3 separate regions of the Mus musculus genome follow, and all the other regions are linked to region 2. The links are chromatin contacts, called in public Hi-C maps. All regions are on one chromosome and are shown on one strand. The core of a region is the stretch at or near the end of the contact, and the rest is flanking DNA. Distances in the headings are between cores, read along the strand shown.

What was found. A called contact is a pair of places that touch in the nucleus more often than the background predicts.
Region 1: a Hi-C map of cerebral cortex shows a contact between it and region 2, with 4 times the contacts expected there. The contact joins two enhancer-like sites. A contact is called at or near these places in 2 of 39 promoter capture datasets (the C10 cell line and hippocampal neurons), 2 of 15 datasets of contacts at CTCF or cohesin (embryonic stem cells and stem cell-derived epiblast-like cells), 125 of 484 Hi-C or Micro-C datasets (the AtT-20 cell line, B cells, the BV-2 cell line and 66 more), 18 of 115 datasets of contacts at active chromatin or transcription factors (SST interneurons, astrocytes, craniofacial prominence and 11 more) and 3 of 9 other capture datasets (adipose tissue, embryonic stem cells and embryonic tail).
Region 3: a contact with region 2 is called in a Hi-C map of the N1E-115 cell line, with 4 times the contacts expected there. The contact joins two enhancer-like sites. A contact is called at or near these places in 1 of 39 promoter capture datasets (embryonic stem cells), 5 of 484 Hi-C or Micro-C datasets (the N1E-115 cell line, cerebellum, embryonic stem cells and 1 more), 1 of 115 datasets of contacts at active chromatin or transcription factors (embryonic forebrain) and 1 of 9 other capture datasets (embryonic stem cells).

The regions. Positions count from the first base shown.
Region 1 is chr5:117,621,085-117,624,322 of GRCm38.p6, reverse strand. The region is part of intron 5 of Ksr2 (kinase suppressor of ras 2); the gene reads right to left. Among named protein-coding and RNA genes, the nearest start is that of Gm42013, 140 kb to the right of the region's middle. Within about 2 kb of position 1,867, at least 16 of the 459 cell types and tissues checked have an H3K27ac peak or open chromatin away from gene starts, as enhancers often do. A contact at or near this core is called in cerebral cortex, hippocampal neurons and muscle stem cells, where this site is marked.
Region 2 is chr5:117,840,210-117,843,816 of GRCm38.p6, reverse strand. No RefSeq gene overlaps it. Among named protein-coding and RNA genes, the nearest start is that of Nos1, 25 kb to the left of the region's middle. Within about 2 kb of position 1,621, at least 58 of the 459 cell types and tissues checked have an H3K27ac peak or open chromatin away from gene starts, as enhancers often do. A contact at or near this core is called in the N1E-115 cell line, cerebellum, cerebral cortex and 3 more, where this site is marked.
Region 3 is chr5:118,064,054-118,067,382 of GRCm38.p6, reverse strand. Fbxw8 (F-box and WD-40 domain protein 8) reads left to right here. Exons shown (of 11, transcript NM_172721.2): 11 at 1-2,402. Among named protein-coding and RNA genes, the nearest start is that of Gm30466, 4.8 kb to the left of the region's middle. Within about 2 kb of position 1,267, at least 59 of the 459 cell types and tissues checked have an H3K27ac peak or open chromatin away from gene starts, as enhancers often do. A contact at or near this core is called in the N1E-115 cell line, cerebellum and trophoblast stem cells, where this site is marked.

The DNA.
Region 1 (3,238 bases), core at 618-3,117, 220 kb after region 2:
CGCCCGCAGGAAACAATGAGGGAGACCGCAGTTGGGGCAGTTGCTGAGAATGGGGTGAGGCTGGCTGAAAAGACCCATGCAGAGTCAAGGTTACTGCACTGGGCAGTTCTGAAAGGGAGAGGAAGAAGGGAGACCAAATACAAAGAAATGATTATGATAGATGGGACTTAGAAGCTCTCAGCATCTCCCCAGCAACTTTTCTGTGTGTTTGAAGCTCAACTTCCCCCTCGATATCCACAGAACATCCCAGCCCAGGGAATCAAAACCTGTGGGTACCAAAATTACCAATGCTTGCCCAGGGTCCGTGTACACCTTCCATTAGCTCTGGCTGCTTACAACACTACCAAGCAGAGAATCCAAGTGTGTGAAAGAGGCATTACACCATACTGTTTAAGAAAAAAACTGAAAAGCAAAAAGCGGGCCAGCTCAGAGAGGATCAGTCGATGACTTAAATACTTTTGCCCTCAGTTGAATTGGGGAGGACGGCATTTCAAAATGTAAAGTGCCCAGGTATTCTGACTTGCTGAACCTGCTGAGTAGGGGTAGGGTTTGTGAAAACTCAGGTAGGGAGACCCCCTTCCCTGGTCCCCCCCCCCCCATTCAATGGGTAAGGGACAACAGAAAGAGTTTACATGTGTTTGTTTGGGCAAGAGAGTCTAGCTAAGGAGATTAGACTGGTCTCAAATTCTGGGTCCTCCTGCCTCTGCCCCCCCCCCAGTATAGAGGTGACAGGTGTGAGCCCCTGAACCCATAAACCATTTATATTTATATTTCTACCATATGTTTATGTGTGGCTCTTGATGGTGGGGGCCATCTAGGACGCACTTTGAAGATAGAAGCCCTGTCCATCACTAAGGTTAAACTGACCACGGAGAGTATGGTATTCACCGCAACGATGGATGGGCCCAGGTGGTGGCCAAATCTGATGGGGGTAAGCAGCTGCAGAGAGTGGCTCCTGGCAGCTTCTGTGACTCACTCATCCTGACTGTTCCCTGTTGAAGCTGAGGAATGATCTAGCAATCCCAAAGAGCTCTGGGGGGTTCCATGTTAGCTGCCTGTGACCCTCCCAGCCTTTTAGGGCAACAAGGGGCTATAACTCTGTGACTTCCCTACCATGATCATCATGGCGGCAGCTGGAATCATTCCCCTTCAGTTGATCCCTTAGAAGATGCTATACCCCATCTGGGATGTCCCTCCAGCCTCTATGGGCATCACCACTTCTATATGTAGTTTCTATCCCTTGTCCTGGAAACAAGGAGAGGCACTGAGGGACAGAGAGAGAGAGAGAGAGAGACAGAGACAGAGACAGAGAGACAGAGAGAGACAGAGACACAGAGAGAGAGAGAGACACAGAGAGAAAGACAGAGAGCGACAGAGAGAGACACAGAGACAGACAAAGACAGAGGCAGAGACAGGATGGAGCAAGTGGTAGCTGCAGCAAGCAGGGCTTTATGTGACGGACAGCTATGCATCATTTTATCCTGAAGTGGACAACTTTTCATGCCTACAAAGCAGACACTCCCGCGCCTTGCGGAATGGACCAGGGAATTCACACAATGGACGCCTCAGAGCCTGGAATTCTGAACTAGATGCCAAGCAAGTCCTGGGTCTGACGGGCCAGCACAAGGGCAGGACCCAGACACCAACATCAGCACCACCATTTAATCCTTCCCAGTAAGCAGCACCCTTCGGGTCAGCCCCATGGGGTATATGTTCCCTATTGCAGTTGCCTCCCCTGAGCCAGGATCTCCCCACAGTAGGATGATCGGTCCCGGTTGTAAGATGCGCCTCCGGTTCAGGCTGCCAGCTTCTACAGAGATGCGCACGTCTCCTCCCCCTCCTCTAGGGGTAATGAGCCTTGGCTTCAAGCCTCATTAAACCCCATTATATAATCAGCCCCATCCCGGGTATCTTTATAACCCCAGCAGTTGCCTTGGTGGGAACATGGCCGGCGGTTCAGCTTCGTCACCTTCACTGCCACCTGCTATAGCCGCCCCCTGTCACACCCAGATCTGACTCAGCCTCCAGGTACACACAAGGTCGAGTTCTTGGCTGGTGGTCAACTCCTCTCCTTGTTTCCAGGACAAGGGATAGGAACTGCATATAGAAGTGGTGATGCCCATAGAGGCTGGAGGGACATCCCAGATGGGGTATAGCATCTTCTAAGGGATCAACTGAAGGGGAATGATTCCAGCTGCCACCATGATGATCATGGTAGGGAAGTCACAGAGTTATAGCCCCTTGTTGCCCTAAAAGGCTGGGAGGGTCACAGGCAGCTAACATGGAACCCCCCAGAGCTCTTTGGGATTGCTAGATCATTCCTCAGCTTCAACAGGGGACAGTCAGGATGAGTGAGTCACAGAAGCTGCCAGGAGCCACTCTCTGCAGCTGCCTACCCCATCAGATTTGGCCACCACCTGGGCCCATCGATGCAGTGAATATTAACAGCAGAGCCCAGGGGGTGGGGAGTGGGCTAACACGTGGGGGATACAGAGTGCTGACATCTTCCACAAAACCACCTGATAGTTCTCCAAACCAGGAAAAACAAAAACAAAAACAAAAAACAAAAAAACAGAGGCACGAGGGTAAGGAAGGTGGCCTTGCAAAATGGCTTGGTCCTTCTCTGCTTTCATGACCTTATGACCTTTGGCCAGGTCCCCAACTTCAGCCTCGTTTCTTCATCTCTGAAAAGTGGATGATGAAAGTCTTAACGTTCTAGAAGATCATGACACATGAACGACAGAGGGGGAGGGCCTTTGGACAGGCTCATGATGCTGTCACAGCACAGTGAACACCAATGGCTGTTGGTATTATCACCACTGTCAAGGTTTACAAATCACCCCCATCCGACCATACGTGCAAACAGCTTCAAGAATTCCCCTTACCAAGACACAAAGCTCTAAGTACCAGCCCTGACCCTACCTTCTCTACATCCTGGTAGGTGGAGCATACTCACTCTGAAATAGAGTTTTAAGGATATTTAGAAATAGCCTCTTCTACAGCAGCTGGGGTTGGAGACAATTCTACAAAGAGCCACATGTTTGTGGCTTGCTGGGCTTAAAAAACAAAAAAAAACAAAAAACAAAAAACAAAAACAAAAACAAAAAAAAACCCAGGTGTGTGGAGCTGTCTTAGTTAGGGTTTTACTGCAGTGAACAGATACCATGACCAAGGAAACTCTTACTTATAAGGACAACATGTAATTTGGTCTGGCTTACAGGTACAGAGGTTCAGTCCA
Region 2 (3,607 bases), core at 372-2,871:
GAAGCTGTGCTAATGCCACCCCCCAAAACCTGCTTTTTTGCTCTGATCTCAGTTTGGGTAGGGATGGACAAGGGGGTACTTCCCCCCACACTCCCTTTGGAGGGGTTCTCTCCTGTCCTCCCTACTCTTGTGGTAGATACTTCCTGGGTACCCCGGGGTTGCCTGCATATCACCCCTGCCACCCTTGTGTATGAAGCAAGGGTTGGGTTTCCTAGGAGTCAGACAACATTTCTAGAGTCTCGTCTGCAGCAAAATGTGATGCATCTCTCCAGGGGCTGCTTGGACAGACTGGGAGAGGGAGGTGGGCACAGCCTTAATTACCCTCCAGAGGACCGTCGGTTTAGTTTATGGGAACCCACAAGACGCTGAGGTCCCAGGATCTATCCTGGGTTACATCAGACCCGACCACCAGTAATATTTCCTGCGGACTTAGCACTTGCCCATAGCTTCACGTAAACGTTTACGATGTTTTAAAGGTTTGCCAACAAATCCCCAGGAAAGGGCCACTTCTCTGTTTCACGCACTGCACGAGAAAAACAGAGGCTTAGAGAGAGGGAGAAGAGACTTACCAGAAACGGTAGCTCTAGGATTAGAACCCCAGGGGCATCACTCTACGGTCCCTGCTGGGGCTGTACACCTGTGTGAGCCTCTGTTGCTCCAGAAAACCAGGTTCACAGTGTGTAGACAGCCGTGGATGCTGAGGCTACCTTGCCCTTAGGGTGAAGGCAAGCTTCCCACTTCCTTGTTCCCTAGGGCACGACCCAAGAGTCCTGTGAGGACCCAAGTGTCCGCGAGTGTCCAGGGAAGCTAGGTCTCCTGGAAACCCTGTCTCACCCCTGAACCATTTGGATGCAAGGCAGGGATCCCGAGCCCTGGCGGACTGACCCTCTTCTGCTCTGGGAACCATCGGAGCGATCTTAACCGTCTCCTTGGCGGGAGAGGTGAACTTTCCGGGTTGTGGGGGAATAGCTGCTTCACTGGATCATGCCAGCCGCGGGAGCACAGGGCTGATGGGACAAAGTTGGAAAGCAAAGAACAGCGCTCCAGCAAATCCACCCTGCAGCTGGGTCTCCCCTCTGGCCAAGCCAGAGTCTCCAACAGAGTCACGGGGGGGGGGGCGGCAGGGGGTGTCTGGAGAGAGGAGGAACGGGTCTCTTGGAGGAGGAGGTGACTGAAAGTTGAGGCCCCCCGCAGGTGCCAAGGTCCCCAGGGTTGTGTATCCCCCCAGCTTAAGGCTATGTGCGTACGCCCCTGGGGTCAAGATTGCCTGGGGTTACGATCGGATTTCTACCATTGTGACACGGAGGTTGGGAACGTGCAGGGAATGGGTGGGAGGGTCCCTTGCCCTTGTAAAGTTGGAGCGAGGAGGCAGGACCCACCTTTCCAGGAGCTCACAGCCTGGACTCGGGTACGCCCCATTGCCCGGAGAGCCAGGCCGCCAAGGAGAGCCAAGTTGGGGCGCACACCGCCCGCCGGAGCTGGAGCGCAGGTCCCTGAGAAGGTACATGGGATACCTTGGGTCCAAGGCTGAGAACTCACCTGCTGCCGAGCCCGCGCAGTTCCAGGGCTGTGGATCACGCTGTTCACCCCGTCTTCCGCGCCTCCTCCTCCCGCAGCTGCTGAGCGCGCGGATCCAGAGCCTTGCTCCGGGGCAGGATGCTCCGGGCTCCAACAGCGCCACAGGGTAGGAGCTTCCAGAGCGAGCGCTCCCCGCCCCCCTCCCAGCCTCTTGCTCCCGCCTCGCTCCGCTCTAGCCTAGCCAAGTTCAGGACTGGAAGCTGCCAGCTTCCCCTTGCGCAACCTGGCTCACCCCGGCCGCAGCTGCCCCTAGTAGCAGCCGCTGTGCTAAGTAGCCGCTCGCGCCCTGCGGCTGCATCAATACGCAGGGACCGCGCAGCGAGCTCAGTGAGGGTCGTGAGGGGGAATTTATTTCTTAATGTCCCTGCTTTATCCTATCACCGCTGAAACGAATTAGTGGTGACGTCCAACCGGCTGGTTTATGGGCGTGGGGAGGGAGACGTCGCAACCCTCATTAAAAGGGCCGCTCTGGGCTTGGAAGCATACATCTTTTATGTAACCTAATTTCCATTTTTTTCTATCAGAAAAAAAAAAATCAACACATACACAGACAATGAAGAAATTGGGGACCCTAAAGGGGACTGGATGTAGTGACCACAGCGGGGAGAGAGGCTCTTTTGGGCAGAGGAAGATCTAGCTGAGGCAGGTGGTTGTCTCTATCCTACCTGGTGGAAAGATTCCTTAATGGGACAACTAGAGCATAGCCCCTCAGGGCAGGGCAGGAAGCCCCTCACGGAGCCAGCAGAAACCAGCCTGGAATACGGTTCTGGTTCTTGGGTGGGCAGACGTTCTGGAAAGGATGCCTGATTCTGTTCTTTTTTTTTTTTTTTTTCCCTCCCCGGAGCAGAGTGTATGCATGGCATCTGAGAGGGGTGTGAACCCTCCCTGGGGGTCTTTATTCCCCTATGGCTGGGAGACCCCCAGTGCCAGGAGAGGCCAGGAGCTAGGCTGGAGGAGGGGCAGACTCAGAGAACTCCTTTTCTTCCTTTCTTAGGGGCTCTAACATATGGGTAACCATATAAACCCGTCTTCAAAGCTGTTTCTTCCTGGACAGATTGCACAGGCGGTTTTGCATTTAGCTGTCGCTGTTGCTCACATACTCTTGGGGTAAAAGTGTGTGTGTGTGTGTGTGTGTGTGTGTGTGTCGGGGTTGGGGGTGGGGGTGTTGGACTTAAGGAAGGGGAGGATTCAGACCCAAACAACAGACTCACACACACCCAGGCACCTGGCTGCTATCTTTGTCTTCCCGTGGAAGGCACCGCACACCCAGAGTACGATCTGCACGGGTCAAGGGCCAGGCTGCCCCTCCCTGTCTCTCATAAATAGTCTTCAGATATCTTACATGGCAAGTCTGAGGAAAAGGGGTGTAACCTTGAGGGGGGGTTCAGGAAGAAGACTGAGGGGGTGGGGGGAGGAGGGGAACATAAGAAAAAGCTGGTGGGGGTGTGAAGAGGCCGTGCCCAGGGAGGGCCTGAGAGATTCCATCGGCCTCCAGGGCTCTGCCACTTCCTGACTGGGTGTGCCAAGTCTGAAGCCTGCTTCCTGAGCCTGCTGTGGGTCTTGGGGCTGTGGCAAGGCTGGTTTGGTCAAAGGATGGTGGTGATGCTCTCAGTTTAGTGTCTGGCATACAGTAACCCATTGTGAGAAAAACAGCCATCCATGTGACTCCCACAAGGACCAGCTATACGTCCACGAGTGTCCCATAAGAAGAGGTTGGAGAGAGTCCTTGCAGCCTGGGCCCAGCTTATGCCTGATCCCTTTCAAAGTTAAGCATTGGGCTTCCATGGTGTTGGGTCTCCACACTGCTCCTTCAATTACCATGGCAACTAGGGAAAAAAATCAGGAAGCCAGGAAGGGAGGCTGCTTCTCCACTGGGCTGGCAGTTCACCTGCTCCAGAGCCTCGCTTGCTCGCTCGCTCCTGCGCCTGCCTGCTGTGTAGGAGTTGGGGCGGTAGAGGTATACAGAGCGAGCAGTCTTCTATCCTGGCTGTGAGGACGAAGGGTGGTCAGTAGGGAAGGCAGAGCTATG
Region 3 (3,329 bases), core at 18-2,517, 220 kb before region 2:
CCCCACAGACCAGGCACCTAACACACCTGCACAGAGGCCACCAGGTCTCAGGAGACAAAGTTCCTCTCCCAGGGAATACCAGCTCAAAAAACAAGTGGGCTGGCAAACTCCACATTGGGTCTGCCGAGAGCAAGAAAAAAGAGGGGGGTGGGGGAGCTCCATGGGGTGGATCCCAGGCTGGCAGCAGGAAGGTGCTGGAAGGCCTGAGAGGGTGTGCAGTGCCCTCCCCGAGCCCTGGTGGTCTCCTCCTGTGTGCTGGGATGGAGTCTAGTGGGTTTGTGGCATGATCTCAGATCTTGGCATTGAGGCCTCTCCCCATGCACAAGTGCCCAGGGGAGCTCACCTCCCTCTTGCTGGGCTGGCGCCCCCTGCTGGCCTGGTCTTGCTGTGTCCTCACTCGAGCATTCCCAGTCCTAAGCTGTCCACTGGAGACATTTCTGTCAGAGAAATTGGCTGTGCGGTCAGCTCCTTTCTGGGCTTCGCAGCCATGAAAGGCCACTGAAGAGCAGAGGTGACTAGAGTAGTTTCAAGCATACATGCCCTTCTAGCCCCCAATCCCTGCCCCCTACCCCCACAGAGCATCTGTCCTCGCTGGCTCCTGCCACTGCACCTGCTCCCAGGGTGGGGGACAGGCTGGCTCCCTGTGCTGCCTCTGAAGCCAGAAGACACCAGGACACAGCCCTGGGAGCCAGGGGTGGTCACACATCTGCAGCTTGCCTTTTGCCTTAAGCGGCCACTTCTGCTCTGTTATTAAAGGTTCTACACTGATGAGCGTGTGTGCTGCTCCTGTAAGGACTCGTTTGAAGTCTTCCTCTGCCCTGTGTAGTCTGGTTTATTTCCCCCGGCTGGGGGTGCAGGGGCACAACATGACATGTGCACACAGACTAGGCTGTCCATGCAGGCGACATGCTGCTCCTGAAGCTCAGACAGCAGTTCCCATGGCAGAGTCTAGGGTACTGTGGTGTCTTTCAGCTGAGCGACAGGATTGCCAGCCTCCCTCAGCAGGGGCACTTGGTACCCCCATAAGGGTGGCATGCCCCAGTCCACTTGTTACAGGGCAGGGCAGTACCACGAGCTAGTTAGTTGCTTGGAATTAAGAACAGCCTCCCCTAGTGAGGGGTTTCAGGTGATGACTGCCCCGTGACAGTGGCTCAGATGGAGACACTACCCATGGGCTCTTGCTTGAAGCAGCAGATGGCACGGGCCATGGCACCGTGGCCCACACAGCCAAGCCAGATGGGTTACCTGGCTCCTGCGGCAGGCCTGCGGTGACTTGGCCAGCACTGCCCGTGTGCGAGGTGGCAGAGCCCCTCCTGTGCAGCAGCCTGGGCCTACTGCGGTGCACTAGGGAACTTCTCCCTGGAACAGAAGAGGAGCACCAGCCTGTGCCTGGCCGAGCCGAGCTTGTGCTGTGGCAGCTGCCCTTCCCAAGACAGACGTGCTGCCTCTCACCGCGGCAGGGGCCCTTTGAGTCCCCCCACTTTCCCTGTGGGGACAAGCCTGTCCCTTGCTGGCTTAGTGTTACTGTTTTGCCACCCTGCCCTGGCCAGAGTTCCGAGTCCTCCTGTGGCCATGTTCCTGCCCCAAGCCCTGTTGGCATTTGTCCAACTCATGAAGACAAAGGTGCCAGTGATGCCATCGGGAGTGGCCTGGTTCCGGCACTGGCTCCCTCAAGGTCACGGCATACAAGGACAGCCTTTATGGCAGGTGTTTGCCAAACCTCAAGGTGACTTGCACTTCTGCCTCTCCTTCCACCAACTTGGGCCTCTTCCAGCACAGTGGAACTTGGACTGGTCAACTGCAGAGGATCAGACCTGAGGGCCTGCCCTCTCCCACCTAACAGAGGGGCTTTGTTCACGTCTCGAAGAGCCTGGTTTGCCAAGTGGTCAGAGTGGCAGGCTGCTCTGGGCTTGCTCTGTTTCTTACCCATAAGTTCTGTGTCACTAGGCTGCAGGTATCCATCCAGCCATGTCTATGAGGTTTGTATCACACAGCCCTCCGGGGAAAGTATCAGATTAAACATTAGCCTCCAACCACCACCAAACTGGGGGAGGGGACAACTTTATAAGTAGAGCATTGTGATGCCACACACACACACTCGCTGAGTGTCCCACCACTCAGGAGGATTTTAAGTTTGAGGACCAATCTCTAGAATCAATTGTCAGTAACAGGACAGTACTGTAGGGTAGATCTCGCTTTCAGTCTGCTACAGAATAGAGAGCACACCCAACCTCCACCCAGCCACTGAGGCCCCAGCTCTGCCTGCTTCTCTACCCACAGCCCTACTCCCAGCTCCTCAGCAGTAGCCTTGGGTGCCACCAAGTCAGCTTCAGTGTGGTTGATGAAGAGCCTGTACTTACCTGTCCCCAAATAAATGTTAGCACAAAGCCTGCTTCACACTGATGATGGAGGCACCTCATCTGGCTCGTGTCACACAGCGATGGGAGGTCTGGCTGCACAGGGGCGGAGCACCACCCACCTACACACAGTCCTGCAAGAAACAATCTACCTGCTTCCTCCCTGCCCTGCAGACCCCACGGCCCACTGGTGAGGCTGCCCAGGGCAGTAGCCAGAAGTCCCCCAGGGTGGGGGATACCAAGGAATTAGTCTGTACTCCTGGGGAGCAGGTTTGCACCAATTCATGGTCTTTATCCTGCCTAGGTAGGCAGCTGCAGAGCATGCTGGGAGCCAAGCAGTTGGTACTCCTGGTGGTTTCGACAGTGGGGAGGCAGCCTGGCCTCGCCATTGTGAACAAACGAGCTTGCTTCTGGTCCTGGAGGACTAGGCTCCCAGTGAGTCAATCTCGTTTTAATTAGCTGTTTGGATTAGCTGTGCCCAGAGCTTCAAAGACATTAGTAGGCCCTCAAAGGGGAGCACCAGCCAGCACGCTTGATGAACGTCCATCACAGCATCTTCCCTGCTAGACCTCCGGGCTCTGGCCGAGGGAAGGCGATCCATTATTTATGAAAACATTTTACATTCATGAACTGCCTTTGTTGAGAAAGGACACCACTGAAAGTGGGAGAGTCTCAGGAAACCCAGGCCCAGGAGATGCCAAAGTGGCAGCTGCCCAGAGCCTGCAGCCCCCTCCTCACCACAGCATGGAGTCCAGGAAGCCAGGCTCCAGATAGTTTATGCATTATGTCCCCCTGCTGACCTGCTGGCTTTCTAGAGCCCTAGAGCCAGTAGAAACCTAGAAGCCAGGAAGTCCCCAAGTGGTGAGGTATACCTTTGTTGGGTTCTCCCCAGAGCTGACAGTTTGCTTGGCTCTGAGCAGGGAGATGGGAGCCCCCATATCTGCTCCTGCCTGCTGCTTTGCTGGGGCTTTT